5 separate regions of the Mus musculus genome follow, and regions 1, 3, 4 and 5 are each linked to region 2. A link is a contact called in public ChIA-PET, HiChIP or PLAC-seq and promoter capture Hi-C data. All regions are on one chromosome and are shown on one strand. The core of a region is the stretch at or near the end of the contact, and the rest is flanking DNA. Distances in the headings are between cores, read along the strand shown.

What was found. Promoter capture Hi-C pulls out the DNA fragments that hold promoters and counts their contacts. ChIA-PET counts read pairs in DNA pulled down with a chosen protein or histone mark. HiChIP or PLAC-seq counts read pairs in DNA pulled down with a chosen protein or histone mark.
Region 1: a contact with region 2 is called in a FOXA1 HiChIP or PLAC-seq map of pancreatic cancer cells. The contact joins the enhancer-like site here to the promoter of Ube2e3 in region 2. A contact is called at or near these places in 3 of 39 promoter capture datasets (the 3T3-L1 cell line, 3T3-L1-derived adipocytes and macrophages), 2 of 484 Hi-C or Micro-C datasets (cortical neurons and embryonic fibroblasts), 9 of 115 datasets of contacts at active chromatin or transcription factors (bone marrow-derived macrophages, cardiomyocytes, craniofacial prominence and 6 more) and 1 of 9 other capture datasets (macrophages).
Region 3: a promoter capture Hi-C map of hippocampal neurons shows a contact between it and region 2, with 3 times the contacts expected there. The contact joins the enhancer-like site here to the promoter of Ube2e3 in region 2. A contact is called at or near these places in 3 of 39 promoter capture datasets (the 3T3-L1 cell line, 3T3-L1-derived adipocytes and hippocampal neurons), 2 of 484 Hi-C or Micro-C datasets (cortical neurons and myocytes), 1 of 115 datasets of contacts at active chromatin or transcription factors (embryonic stem cells) and 1 of 9 other capture datasets (embryonic stem cells).
Region 4: a contact with region 2 is called in an RNA polymerase II ChIA-PET map of effector CD8 T cells, with 6 read pairs. The contact joins the enhancer-like site here to the promoter of Ube2e3 in region 2. A contact is called at or near these places in 2 of 39 promoter capture datasets (fetal liver and pre-B cells), 1 of 484 Hi-C or Micro-C datasets (Th1 cells), 2 of 115 datasets of contacts at active chromatin or transcription factors (effector CD8 T cells and memory CD8 T cells) and 1 of 9 other capture datasets (adipose tissue).
Region 5: a contact with region 2 is called in an HNF4G HiChIP or PLAC-seq map of pancreatic cancer cells. The contact joins the enhancer-like site here to the promoter of Ube2e3 in region 2. A contact is called at or near these places in 6 of 39 promoter capture datasets (the 3T3-L1 cell line, 3T3-L1-derived adipocytes, cranial neural crest and 2 more), 3 of 484 Hi-C or Micro-C datasets (the G1E-ER4 cell line, Sertoli cells and myocytes) and 9 of 115 datasets of contacts at active chromatin or transcription factors (bone marrow-derived macrophages, cardiomyocytes, craniofacial prominence and 6 more).

The regions. Positions count from the first base shown.
Region 1 is chr2:78,571,494-78,574,193 of GRCm38.p6, forward strand. No RefSeq gene overlaps it. Among named protein-coding and RNA genes, the nearest start is that of Gm39865, 180 kb to the right of the region's middle. Within about 2 kb of position 1,293, at least 6 of the 459 cell types and tissues checked have an H3K27ac peak or open chromatin away from gene starts, as enhancers often do. A contact at or near this core is called in pancreatic cancer cells, where this site is marked.
Region 2 is chr2:78,867,719-78,870,418 of GRCm38.p6, forward strand. Ube2e3 (ubiquitin-conjugating enzyme E2E 3) reads left to right here and starts at 1,329. Exons shown (of 6, transcript NM_009454.2): 1 at 1,329-1,687.
Region 3 is chr2:78,606,668-78,609,367 of GRCm38.p6, forward strand. No RefSeq gene overlaps it. Among named protein-coding and RNA genes, the nearest start is that of Gm39865, 140 kb to the right of the region's middle. Within about 2 kb of position 1,359, at least 2 of the 459 cell types and tissues checked have an H3K27ac peak or open chromatin away from gene starts, as enhancers often do. A contact at or near this core is called in hippocampal neurons, where this site is marked.
Region 4 is chr2:79,126,205-79,128,904 of GRCm38.p6, forward strand. No RefSeq gene overlaps it. Among named protein-coding and RNA genes, the nearest start is that of Gm35748, 5.2 kb to the left of the region's middle. Within about 2 kb of position 1,382, at least 42 of the 459 cell types and tissues checked have an H3K27ac peak or open chromatin away from gene starts, as enhancers often do. A contact at or near this core is called in effector CD8 T cells and memory CD8 T cells, where this site is marked.
Region 5 is chr2:78,392,019-78,394,718 of GRCm38.p6, forward strand. All of the region lies in intron 1 of Gm46750 (a long non-coding RNA gene), which reads left to right. Among named protein-coding and RNA genes, the nearest start is that of Gm46750, 5.5 kb to the left of the region's middle. Within about 2 kb of position 1,308, at least 5 of the 459 cell types and tissues checked have an H3K27ac peak or open chromatin away from gene starts, as enhancers often do. A contact at or near this core is called in pancreatic cancer cells, where this site is marked.

The sequences.
Region 1 (2,700 bases), core at 43-2,542, 300 kb before region 2:
ACATGATACACTAAGACTAGGCACAAACCCTCTTACCAAGGCTGGACTGGTCATCCCAGCAGGAGAAAAAGAGTCCTAAGCACAGGTAAGAGAGTCAGACACACCCCTACTCCCATTGTTAGGAGTCCCACAAGAACACCAAGCTTCACAACCATGACATCTGTGCAGAGGACATTGCAGAGACCCATGCAGACTCCCTGGCGGTCACTTCAGTCTCTGAACCCGTATGAAAACCCTGCTTAGTTGATTCTGTGGGCTGTGTTCTCCCTCTACCAGGCAGTTCATTTTCATCTTACCAAAAAGTCTATAATGTACCACATAAAATAGCCAACTTTGAGTTCTTAAATAACAATAAATAGCAAGGCTAAGCAAAACCTCACCCAGGTATGTTTATAATCCATGGATAACAACCACTGTACCCCCAAAACAACTTGACAGTGGGACTGATGTGGTTTTAGTCCTAGTAGTGATGCTACATTTTTATTTTATTTTCCAACTTTTTCCTTACATATATTTTGTGTATCTGTCTATGTGTGGATGTGCATGGATGAGCAGGTGCCCACAGAGATGAGAAAGGGACACTGGATCTTTTGCAGCTGGAGTTAGAGGCAGTTGTGAGCCATCCAATGTGGGTACTGGGAACTCTTGCCTTCCATAAGAGTAGTAGGTGTTTTTAACCACTGAGCCACCTATAGTTTGATTTCAGATTTCTACTGAGGATGCATAAGAAGGGGATAACATTTGAAACGTAAACAAAGAAAATATCCAATAGAAGAGGAAGAAGAAGAAGAAGAAGAAGAAGAAGAAGAAGAAGAAGAAGAAGAAGAAGAAGAAGAAGAAGAAGCAGCAGCAGCAGCAGCAGAAGCAGCAGCAGCAGCAGAAACAACTACTGAAAATTCCTTGGAGCCTTGTCAATATTGAGTACCAAGAGTACAAAAAAAGATGTTTATATAAGAAAAATAAAATCCAAAATACAACATCAGACATTTTTGCAAGCAAATTTTACCATTTCATCTGTCTATCCTTAGATCAGACTAAAGAAAACCTGGATGGCACTTAGCTGGAGTTAAAGCCTCATTTTTTTACTGATCTAGAGTTTTAATAAATGAGAGAACTGTGTGAGCCTTGAACAAATTGAACTCCACATGGTTCCTAGGGAGCCATGAACAAATATTTGTTCATCCCAGATACCAATGGCAGAACATTTCTGCCTCATTATAACTTGGTGAATCAGTTACTCACAGGAGCGTAGGTGAGTGTTTCTTTACAGACCACATCCACAATTCAAAGACACTGAATCACCAAAATCCCACCCCAACATAGGCGTGATGAGAGAAAACGACTTCCCTGCAGCTGGGCCTGTGACTTGTAGACAGAAATTCTTTTCAGAGAGATTACCAGGCATCTAAGCTCTGGGAGGGGCTTTGGGAATCCTGTAAGCAGGGAGCTTCCTGGGTCTTAGAAGTCCCTGAAGACCAAAGTGTGGACACTTTGCCCCTTAGAATGGGAACAAAAGACCCATGGAAGGAGTTACAGAGACAAAGTTTGGAGCTGAGACGAAAGGATAGACCATCTAGAAACTGCCATACCCGGGGATCCATCCCATAATCAGCCTCCAAATGCTGACACCATTGCATACACTAGCAAGATTTTGCTGAAAGGACCCTGATATAGCTGTCTCTTGTGAGGCTATGCCGGGGCCTAGCAAACACAGAAGTGGATGCTCACAGTCAGCTATTGGATGGATCACAGGGCTCCCAATGGAGGAGCTAGAGAAAGTACCCAAGGAGCTAAAGGGATCTGCAACCCTATAGGTGGAACAACATTATGAACTAACCAGTACCCCCCCCCCCCCCCGGAGCTTGTGTCTCTAGCTGCATATGTATCAAAAGATGGCCTAGTCAGCCATCAGTGGAAAGAGAGGCCCCTTGATCTTGCAAACTTTATATGCCCCAGTACAGGGGAAAGCCAGGGCCAAGAAGTGGGAGTGGGTGGGTAGGGGAGTGCAGGGGGAGGGTATGGGGGACTTTTGGGATAGCATTGGAAATGTAAATGAAGAAAATACCTAATTTAAAAAAAAAAAGAGGAAAAAAAATAAAGAAGAAGTCTTCTTCCTCCAGAAGGAGATGGTTCAGTTTTAAAGAAACGGCTACACAGGCAGGAGCCATGTGTGAAGCCTCAGTCTTCTGAACTTAGACTTACTAAATGGCTACAGAGCATGACACAGGCCTAGGAATGTCCACAGATAATCTTACTGGCCTATGCTCCAGAGGCAATTCAAAAACATCCAGGCCAACATTGAGAAGAAACTTGCCTTTATTGTTTTTAAACACGCAGCTGAAGCTAGTAACACTTCCACTGCTTAGAGTCGCAAAGTCGGGATTGATACGGGAAGAAAATGCATAAGGTCTAACTCCCTCCAGGAATCATGGAACAGAACGGAAACTGCCCTGTGTTTGGTCTGGAATTGAACTGTGGTGAGTAGCTCCAGGCAAGATGGGACTCAAAGGACTCTCCTTCTTCCTTCATAAGAGCCAAAGTGAGCAGTGTGTTCCTTGGGTTGTAATTACAGTTGTCTTAGCTTAGAAGACAGCACTGATTTTATGGAGTGCTGTTAGACTGATTTCTGCTCTCATTTTGACTACATGTGTTTATCTCTGTCCTTTTTGGTATTTTGTATGGAAACTGGTACAGGATATA
Region 2 (2,700 bases), core at 79-2,578:
TTTCGAGTATTTTTTTTTTCTTTTTTTTACCAAAGCTCTTCTATTTGGAGGAAAAATAGTATGTTGGCTCACTTCTTTTCATTTTCCTTTCTCTTGAGCATTGGCTCATGTCTTATGGCTCCGCCATTCTAGTTTCTTCTGTGAACTCCTCCTCCCAGGACCCCTGGCCCTGAACACTCTTGAGAGAGGAATGCACAAATTCCTTCGAGGTTCCATCACTGGAACATGGTCTCAGGAGCGGCAAACAGGAAGTTTCTGGACTTCTGTCTATTTTGTGCTTGGGGCAAAACTGGACTCCACTTGGAAGATTCCGCAAAAAGCAAGGCAGGAGTAAACCAGCAACCTTCCTGATTCCTATCTAAAACTTTTAATGAGGACAGTGTCATATAGAGTCAGTCCCTCCATGGCTTCTCTATCCAGAAGTGGTCTCTCTCTCTCTCTCTCTCTCTCTCTCTCTCTCTCTCTCTCTCTCTCTCTCTCTCTCTCTCTCTCTCTCTCTCTCGCAAAGCAGAGCCCGCCGCCAGACACATCGGGTTATTGCCCCTAAACTTCCTCACTCCACTTTTTACATCTTGAGCGGGACATTTAAAACACAGTTTGGGATTTTGTAAGTTTCCAAAGCGTCCAGAGGGCAGTCCCCTTTTGGCAGCGCCATTGCAGGACGGGAGCCAGAGATTAGCCGAGGTAGGTCCCCTGGTCTCAAAATCCTATTCACCTCGCTCAGAAGCCCAGGACTCTACCTTGCTACTTCCTTCAGCTCAGAGGGGCCAGAAGCAGCTTTCCTTTGCCTGCGTGCCTGGCCTCCTCAATAACACCATTCATCGCCTGCCTCTCGGGGCACCGGGGAAGCCCCAGTCACGCGCCAGGGTTCTCGCTCAGGTACGGGATTCCCGGGGTAACCGCCGGCCCCTAACCTCAGGGGCGGGTAGTCCACTGGGCAGCGTCGGCCCGGAGGCGGGCTCAGGCCGGAAGCCACCCGCGGCCCCGCGAGACCGCGCCCCCGCCCCCGCCTCCTCGTCCTCCTCTTCCAGTACGAGCTCGGCGGCCAAGGGCGCAGGGGCCAGCCCGCCGGTCCCCGCCGCGCTCTTTGTCCCGGCCGCGCGCGGGCGGACGCGTGCGCATCTGCCCCCCCGCCCCCCAGCTCCCCAACCTCCGCCACCCCCCGCCCGCCACCCCCCACCCGGCGGAAAAAAAAAAAAAAAGAAGGCGCAGCGGGAGCGCGCTCGCGCGGGGGCGCGCGGGAGCCGCTCGCGCCCCCTCCGCCAGGCAAGCAGCGAGCACGCGCGCCGCCGCGCCCGCCCCTCCCCCGCCCGCCCGCTCGCTCGGAACTTGCTGACTGCGCGACCGGGAGGAGCCGAGCCGAGCCGAGCCGAGCGCAGCGGCGGGAGGCTGAGCGCGCGGGGGGCTCCCGCGTCCCTGCGCCTTCGCCTTCGGCCGGCAGAGCGCCCACCCCACCGTGGCTCCCGGAGCGCGGGGCGGCGCCACCCTCCGGCCGCAGCGCGGCACTGCACGGCCGCCTGCGACTTTCGATGTTCCACACTCCCGGGCCGGAGCCTCGGCGGCGGCTTCTTTTCCCGCCCCCCCGGTGCCCCCCCCAGGCTGCCTCCATTTCCTCAAGGAAGGTTCCTCGGCGCTCTCCCTCCCCCACAGCGTAGCGGCGCACGAGCGGGCCGGGCGGGCGGCCGAGGTAAGGCGGCGGGGCCGGGGCCCGCGTGGGGGGCGGCGGGGGCGGGGGCGGCAGCTTTGTTCGCGCCGGGCGCCGCGCTCCTCAGTCCGCCGCGCTAGTCAGTCAGCGGCGCGGGGCGGCGGGTCCCGCATCCCCCGGCGGGCGGGCGCAGTGGCGCGGTCCCCTGCGCGGCCCTCCCCACAAAGGACCGCGGAGCTGCGTGGCCCAGTGCTCGCCCCGGGGCGGGCCGCGCCAATTTGTTGCACTTCTGGGGGTGGGGGGTGGGGGAGGGCTTTTGTTTGTTTGTTTGTTTTGCCCTCGGGGTTTTGGCCGCTTTGCGGATTTTTTTTTTTTTTTTTAAAATAACAAAATGTCGGTCGGTGAGGGAGGAATTGAGCGGGGAACGTCGATGGCACCGGGAGCTTTGCAGAAGGTGCAGTTTGGAGCCTGCCCTTCCCCGGGTGGCAGCTCGGGCTCGGCCCGGTGAATCCTCGCCGCCGGCCGTGGGGACGGCTGTGGGGCGGCTGCCAGTTGATTTTTTTTTTTTTTTTAAATTCGAGTGCTGTGTTCAAAGGCTTTCGGTGCGCACGGGAGGACCCCGTCACCGTAAATAAGCATATGGGCGACTAACGGGGTATGTTTTTCCTCTGGGAAGGAGGATTTGATCGCTCAGACCGGTGTCAGCCTGTAAATATTTAGACGGTATTAGTGACTTCTGAACATTCTCGGCGAGATCTGTTATTTACAGTTGTCATATGTTATTAATGCCCGTTGCCCAAGTTCCCTGGCAAATCTGTTTCATGCCTTCTGAGAAAGTAGACAATTGATAGATTGTCCAAGGGATGGGAAAAAAATGTGAGTGGGTTTTCCAACTTGCATTTTGGTAAATCCCTCAACGCCTGCATTATAAATTATGATACGTATCAGATTCCCTGTAACGTGCTGCACCCTAAGTACAGGGACTTTCGAATCCTTTTCAATAAAATACTCTCAAAGGTGCTTATTGAGAAGTGCATGCTGCTATTTTTTTTTAA
Region 3 (2,700 bases), core at 109-2,608, 260 kb before region 2:
TCATATGAATCAGATGACAGTTTGTCACCACTGCTGGTCCTGGTATCCTCTGTGAGTTTATGGGCCTGGTTTTTCTGGTATTGATTGCACTTGTGTACCTGTGTATTCTTGATTTAATTTGCTAATGTCACAGGTTAAGGTATAATTTTACTTGCATGAGTAAATTGCCTGTGGATTATATTTTGTGTTGGACAGATAGGAATTGTTCTACAGCACAAATCTGGATACAGAATCAGTCTGACTCAGCACTCAAGATGGAGCCAACCATTGTTTTAGAGTTTTTATAGGACAAGCAGATTCTGAAGTCGCTGTTTTACACACCATGGTGTGACCTAAAGTAGAGCATTGCCTGGTCTCCACAAACCTCCCTTTTGGCCACTTGCTCCTCCTCAGTTTCCTTTCAGGCTTTTCTGTGCTATGCCGAATGTTCTATAGTCCTTAAATCTATTTGCAATACTGTCAATAATATGACCATCTCAGCTATTCCTCAACTCCTCTCAAGCATTTCTTCGTGACACAGTAAGTAGGTAGTTCATGTGCCCTTTGCATGTGAAATGTCCCTGAAAGTGGTGTGCTTTCAAGATTTGCTCTCTATAGTTGTTCAGAGGTGGGGTTTGGCTGATGTGACTGGCCCCTAAGGTCTCTGACTTAATCAGTGGACTGACTTATGAGTGGAGTCTTAACTTCATGTTCTTACTGAATGATGACAGTCTAGAAGGTAGACTCTGATTGAAGGAAGTAAATCACTGGGGTCATGTCACTGAAGGGGATCCCTTGCTGCTGTTTCTTTGTTTGGTCTCATCCTAGTTCCTGGTTGCCATGAGGACTACAGCTGTCCCAGGCCGTGCTCTTCCAGGGTGATCTGTCTGCCTTTCCACAAGATTAAAAGCAATGGAGAAAGCCAGCCCTGAACTAACACCCTTGAAACCATGAGCTGAAATAAAGCCTTTTTCCCTTAAATGTTTTCATCAGATATTTTGTCACGAAAGTGACTAAACACTAACTTGTAACTAACATGTACAGAGCCCCAACAAACAATTCATGGCCTTCTGATCCCTGCTACAGGATAAAACTGTCTTTATTTAAGCATTTTATTTAACTCCCTGTTGTGCCATATAATGTCTGGATTATTCATGGTGATTTCAGTCTTACTTTTCTGATGTTGCTGTCATAATTACATATGTAAATACATGTGTTCATTCATGATGTTTGCTGATTTTTTTAAACTAATATGTTTTGTGTAGAATGACGATACAAAAAGAAAAGAAAAAAGAAAAAAAGAAAGGATGAATACTACTTTGATTTTTCTACCCAAAGAAGAGGAAAATGCTTCCAATTATTTTCTAGAGCAGGACATTTGGTACCGATAAGGTTGCTATAGCAACCTGAGAACAAAGCTTAATTTAGGCCACAATGAGTGCACCCACTTTGTTTCCTGTCTGAACAAGCATTTCTGCGAAGAGCTGTGTTTACAAACAATGCAAGGGTGCCTACATGGAAAGTCATTTAGAGATGGGGTTCCTCAACTTCCCCCCTTACACCTGCTTGTCCTATTATAATTCCAATAAAAATTACCTTTGTCAAGGACAACTAAAATGTAGTCCAATTTTACTCAAGATTGAAAACGTTGGACATCAATTGGTTCTTAACAGGTCTTCAAAAATATTTTGACATTAAAATGTATTTTACTTTCTAGTGTTCATCTTTACAATGTGTTGGAAAAGAAATATTTGTTGTATTTGACTGAAAAAAAAACACCCTCTTAGTTTAGTCAATGTGAGTGTATTTCCTCTGTAAGGATCAAGTCCCTGAAAGTCTTGCTGGTATATGTATCCAGGGTCAAGGTGGCTGGAGAGGAGAATCCCTGTGGCTTCCCACTTTTATGGAAGCAGAATGTACTCTGGTGTTTATGTGTCTCTTTCATAAAGATGAAAAGCTTTAGTTTAGGAAAGATTCAGTCTGCTGCCATTCAGGTAGCATATATCTCACATTCGGTTCAACCTCCACCTAAAATTCCTTTCCTAACCCTTGTGTTAGGATTAAACAGAAATAGAAGGTCTCTTGCTAAGCTGTGTCTGATTTGCCATGCAACCCCACCTCTCCTCAGAGCACCAAGTCTAGACTACATTTAGCTATTTTAAATACTGATTTGCATACCTTCCTCCCTCCTAGACACTACAAGGAATGCCTCTTTAAACTTGGTATTTTCTTCCTACCCAACCAAAACAGCACCTGGCATATACCAGGTGCTATGTACAAAGTTAAAAAAAAAAATGCTTTAACTCAAAATAGAAAAAGTTACAAACATCCCCCCCTTCCCAAATAAAGAACAGAAAAACAAAAGACAAACACCACCAACACTAACAACAAAAATACAAGACAATTAATTCCAGAATGGTAAATGCACAAATAGTTCTGGGTCTATAGGTAATTGAGGGAGAGGTTCTCATATTAGAGGAGTCATTAAGACTAAGAACCTTCAGGAAAAGGTTCAAACCACCCTAGCGTCAAACCACCCTAAGCCGTAATAAGTGTTATATACCCAAATCTTCATTTGGTCCATTCAAGCATATATGCCTGTTACCACCTGAAATGACCCCAAATAGTATAAGAGTACAAGGGGCATGTGCAGAATGACTAAAGCCAACAAAAAGAACAGGAAGCCAAATTGGAACCTAGGAGAAAGCCGCCAGGGAAAGA
Region 4 (2,700 bases), core at 132-2,631, 260 kb after region 2:
ATCATCCTGAGGGAGTTAGAGGAGTTTAAACTAGGAAGCACCAGTATCTTAATTAAATACCTGCCTGCTACACAATTAAAATGCTGATTAGGGTCCTAGTGTGAAGTAGGAGCCTCTGTTCTCTGTGCCCGTGCCTAGGGGGCGGGGGTGTCACTAGACTTTGCAGATTCGATGCTTACAGTACTGTAGTTTCACCTCAGAGCCCCTGAATAGCTGAGAAGAAAGACAGGGAGTCCAACAAGTGAGAGGCATAAAAGGTTGCCACTCACCACTCTCAGTACCCTTGACCCTCAGTCCACAGCTTAACTGTCAACAACCAAAAAACTATTGTGTGAGAGAATTGCTTAAAATACTTGAGTCTCTCTCCCTACTAGTGGAGCTATCTTGCGGTCTGGGAAGCTATAGTGACAGTTTGAAACTGTTGTAGAGTATATATATATACATCTATATCTCTGCAGTGTGGTGTGCTTTCTTATCTTCAGGAGCTTGACCTCAAACAGTTGACAAAACTAAAGAAAGTAAAGTCTCACGTTTCCTCATTTCAAGGTTTACGTTCAGTTGAGGATGTATCAGCAAAAGTCAGTATTAATCCATTTATGATATGAACATGACCAGCTATGGGGTTTTCATTTTGTATTCTCTTAACAGCTGTGAACAAGGCTGTGCCAAATTTACATTCCAGTATTGAAAGTTTATTATTTCACCAGATAAAATATAAATAGGTGATCTTGCAAAGAGGTTATTAAAGTAATGTCACAAAACTACTCACTAATCATATTGTAGTGACCAATGCACAGTATTAATAATAAATTCTAGGCAACCTTACTGTAGAAAATACAAGCCACACATTATATACCAAGTAAATACTTCCTGTATTAAAATGTGAATGTGGTATTAGCCTTGCTCTGAGGAATAAACACATAGCTAATTATATGTTAGGTGGTCTTTAAAAGGAAGTAGACTTTATTCTGGAAGTGACTGCATGATTCATGTGTGCAGGAGCCGAGAGAGACTCCTCCACCCAGCAAGGGAGGTCAAGGCTCATAAGAAGCATCAGACGCCGGATGAGGACAAACTGGGAAAAAAAGAAAAGAACTGTATCATTTTCATTTACTGTTCTGTAAATATCTTCATTTTAAATACATTGAAGAATTGTCCACAATAAAGGAGATGCAGAAATGAGTCAAAAGCCATAGAAATAAAGGGGAATGGGTTATTGAAAGGAGGGGAACAGGATGTGACAGAAAGGATCTAAGGGGCGGAAGGAGACATCCAGAGGAACAAAGGTGTTTGTAAAATGTTTGTGAGTCCTCTCCCCTTTCTGAGTCTTCCGACTCCTGTGGAGTCTCATTCTCTGAGTCTTTCACAGGATGTACATTTTTAGCCTGTTTACTCTGTAACTGAAACCTTTGCTTGTGTCCTCTTTGAACACCGCAAATGTAAGGCAAGGAAGGAGAAGTTGGTTTCAAGCCATTAAGGTGCAATTCTTGTCTGGGGCATCAGTGTCTCAAAGAAGAGACTCAGCTATACTGTTCCTGGCCGTAGACCCAAAATATGCTCCACCATACCACGAGGACACATGCTCCATTATGTTCATAGCAAATTTATCCATAATAGCCAGAAGCTGGGAACAATCTAGATGTCCCTCAACTGAAGAATGGATAAAGAAAATGTGGTTCATTTACACATTAGAATATGATTCAGCCATTAAAAACAAGGACATCATAAATTTTGCAGTTAAATGGATAGGACTAGAAGATATTATCCTGGATGAGGTAACCCAGATTCAAAAGAACAGGCATGGTATGTACTCACTGATAAGTATAGAATGCCCATGATATACCCTACAGACCCAAAGAAGTTAGATAAGAAGGAAGGCCCAAGCAAGGGTACTTGAATCACACTTAGAAGGGGAAACAGAATAAGAGACAGAGGAAAGGAGGGAACAGGGTGGGAGAGGGGAGCGGGAGGAGAATAGGGAGGCAGGGTCAGGTGTGGGAAGAGACAGGAAAGAGGCCCAGGAGAATGAATGGAAATCTACACTTGCTGGGGGTGAAAGAGGTGGGGAGGTTGGAGGGGGGATCTCTGGGAAGTCCCAGAGACCTGGGATAGGGGAGCCTACCAGGAGTCAATTTGGGTGACCTCAGCTAAGAAGCCTAACAGTGGGGATATAGAACCTGAAGAGGTCATCTCCTGTAGCCAGGCAAGACCCCCAGTAGAGAAATAAGGACACCAACCCACCCACAAAACTTTTGACCCAAAATTTGTTCTGTCTAAGTAAGGTAACCCAATCACAAAAGAAGTCATTAGATATGCACTCATTGATAAGTGGATATTAGCCCAGAAACATAGAACACCCAAGATACAATTTGCAAAACACAAGAAAATCAAGAAGAGGGGAGACCAATGGGTGGAAACTTCATTCCTCCTTAGAACAGGGAACAAAATACCCATGAAAGGAGTTACAGAGACAAAGTTTGGAGCTAAGACGAAAGGATGGACTATCTGGAGACTACACCACCTGGGGATCCATCCCATAATCAGCCACCAAACCCAGACACTATTGCATATGCCAGCAAGATTTTGCTGAAGGGACCCTGGTATAACTGTCTTATATGAGGCTATGCCACTGCTTGGCAAATACAGAAGTGGATGCTCACAGTCATCCATAAGATGGAACACAGGGCCCCCAGTGGAGAA
Region 5 (2,700 bases), core at 58-2,557, 480 kb before region 2:
GTGTGTGTGTGTGTGTGTGTGTGTGTGTGTGTATTTTTTTAAAAGCAAAGTCAAGATGCTCTAAAGAACATTCAAAGGCTACCTGAGTTAGAACTTTCAAGAGCACTGACTTACTGTGTGTTGCCTCTTTGTATGGGTCCAAAAGTAGGACTTGTTTGCTAACTAAGGCTGAGACGTGGGTGTTTTCCTGTTTCGGTGATAGTCTTGAGATAGATAGCCTTTCTTTTCTGTATATGTACTTTCCCACAATGCACTTGATTTTATTTCATGTCCACACTCAGTCATGCACAGGAATAAGACTTTAAATAGGATATTCCCTTGAAAGTTTATTCTGAGGCTACCGTTTGCCTTATTGCACATACACTTAAAACCAGTCCAGTCTGGCTTGGCTTACTCCCCTCTTTTCTGGATATATTCTAAGGTGTATATGGTCACAGAGGGGAAGTTATTTAGGGTTGCAAGGTAGTCAGAGGTTGAAGTGACCTGATTGCTTCCTTTGGAGAGGGATGCACATACAGCTCGATGCAGGGGAGGTCCTAGGTTGCTATGTGCTTCCTTGGAGAATGCAAATGTGTGAAGCACAAGTCACGTGGGGCCATTCATTGCTAAGCTATCTCTGTGCTTCTCTGCCTCATTTTGACTTTTTAATCTTGCCTTGACTCTGTGACATAGAGCTAGGCCCCTGTACATTGCCACCTCCTTTCACCCCTGGGATATCAGTTGACCTGATTATCCACTTTAACATTTAATAAGCACACAGATGACAGAGCTATGAAAAAAATGAAATGTTAGTTGCCCTGTAGGAAGCAATATGCTATGTCTTTTATTTAAAAACACTAAAAGTTAATGTGAGAAAGAATATAAATTAATTTTAAAATAGTATTTACTGAGGCAGGTCTTGTCTCTAGAAAAAATTAACATGCCTAGATATTAATGAGAATTTTTTTAAATTATATAACTAGTTTTTATAAGATCATGTATATATCCTGACTATCGTTGAATTTGTATTTATTCTGATATTTTAAATTCAATATTTTATTCTAATTCATCCTTATAGGCATCATTATTTCCTGGATATCATTATAAAAGTCTTGTTTATTTATGTTGATATTTTAAATTAAATGTTTTTTCTCTTTCTTTTTTTGTAGATTATGTTTGTCATTCTATGTTTGTCTTCTTACAATGTGGAAAAATTAAACAGAATAAGGAGTGGATGAGCGGGGGTGGGGGGACGGGGATCTCCTGTGCCCAGATGTTCATGAGTCATTTTATAGCTGTTTCCCTAGAGGCTGCGAGGCGTGTAAAAGAGTATTTGCACAAGAAAGGATGTAAGCTGCAGAAGCCATAAGCTATTTGCTGTCTACCAATCTAAGAACCTAAGAAAACCTATGGAATTTCCTCACTATAAAAATAAAGCTAAGTATTCTCTGTATAATTTCAAATATCTACATGAAAACCAAAAATATTTAATTGCCATGTCTAAACTCTAGGATTCTAAAAATTTCTTAGTTTTGTTTTGTTTACATTAAGTTAATTATGTATGCTGTCATACTCACCAGAGCACATGTCACATGGATGGAGGTCAGAGGTAATCTTGAAAAAGTTAGTTTTCTCCTACCATGTTCTGGAGATCAAACCTGGGCTGTCAGGCTTGGTGGCAAGAGATTTTAATGGTGAACCATCTCAACAGCCCCAAGAACCATTCTTTTTTTCAAGAGAAAAGATTTATTAACTTTTGTCTTAGTGGCTGGATGTTCTGCCTGCTTATATGTCTGTGTGCCACAGGCACCCATGGCCTTCTAAGGCTAGAAGAGGGCATCTGAGCCTTTGAAACTGGAATTGCAGGAAGTTGTTAACATTATCAATGGGTGCTGATAATTGAACATAGGTCCTCTAGGAGAACAGCAAGTGCTCTTAACCACTGGGCCATCCGTCTCTCCAAACCCCATCCACAATAAATGCTGAGAGTGTATTGCTGCTGCCGCCTCCTTAGTTAGGTCTCTCAGGAGAGAATACAACTCTTTTCCACCTGTGGAAGAGTCAATCACCAAAGAATTGAATTGGTGGAATCAGAAAAGATGTGTAAATAATAAGCATTCCGATTCGCAAGTGGATGTGTCCCAAGTAAAAGAAGCTACAAGTTACTTTTCACAGAATGGAATGGATCTTGGGAGAATTAGCAGAGTAGTCTGTTGAGTGGAGCTGTCTTCCAGGTGACTTTAGGCTTACATCTGTGAAGGGCTATCTATTTAGTCGATTCACGTGATAACATCACTGTTATTTTCCTGAAGAAAAAAAAAAAAGTCCTACTTTTTTCTTCAACGATTCGGTCTTTACTGCTCATATATCAGTCATACAAATGGCATCCATGATCTCTTCTGTTGCTCCTGAGCTAATATACAAGCTCATCGCTCTTCACTGTTCTCATAATTTCCTAACAGTCTTGGTCAGAATAAATGGATCTTTTATTTTCAAATATGAGTATATGCATGGGTATGTATACCACTGTATGCTTGCTTGTATTTATTTATTTATTTATTTATTTATTTATTTATTTATTTATTTATGAGATGCCCAATGGCATACCAGCCTTGACTGAAATTGACTTAATCACTGACATTTCAGAGATACACACTGAACATTGCATGTTTGCCTAATCCATTTTGAGGTGCATCTATCACTTGCAACTGGAAGGAATCT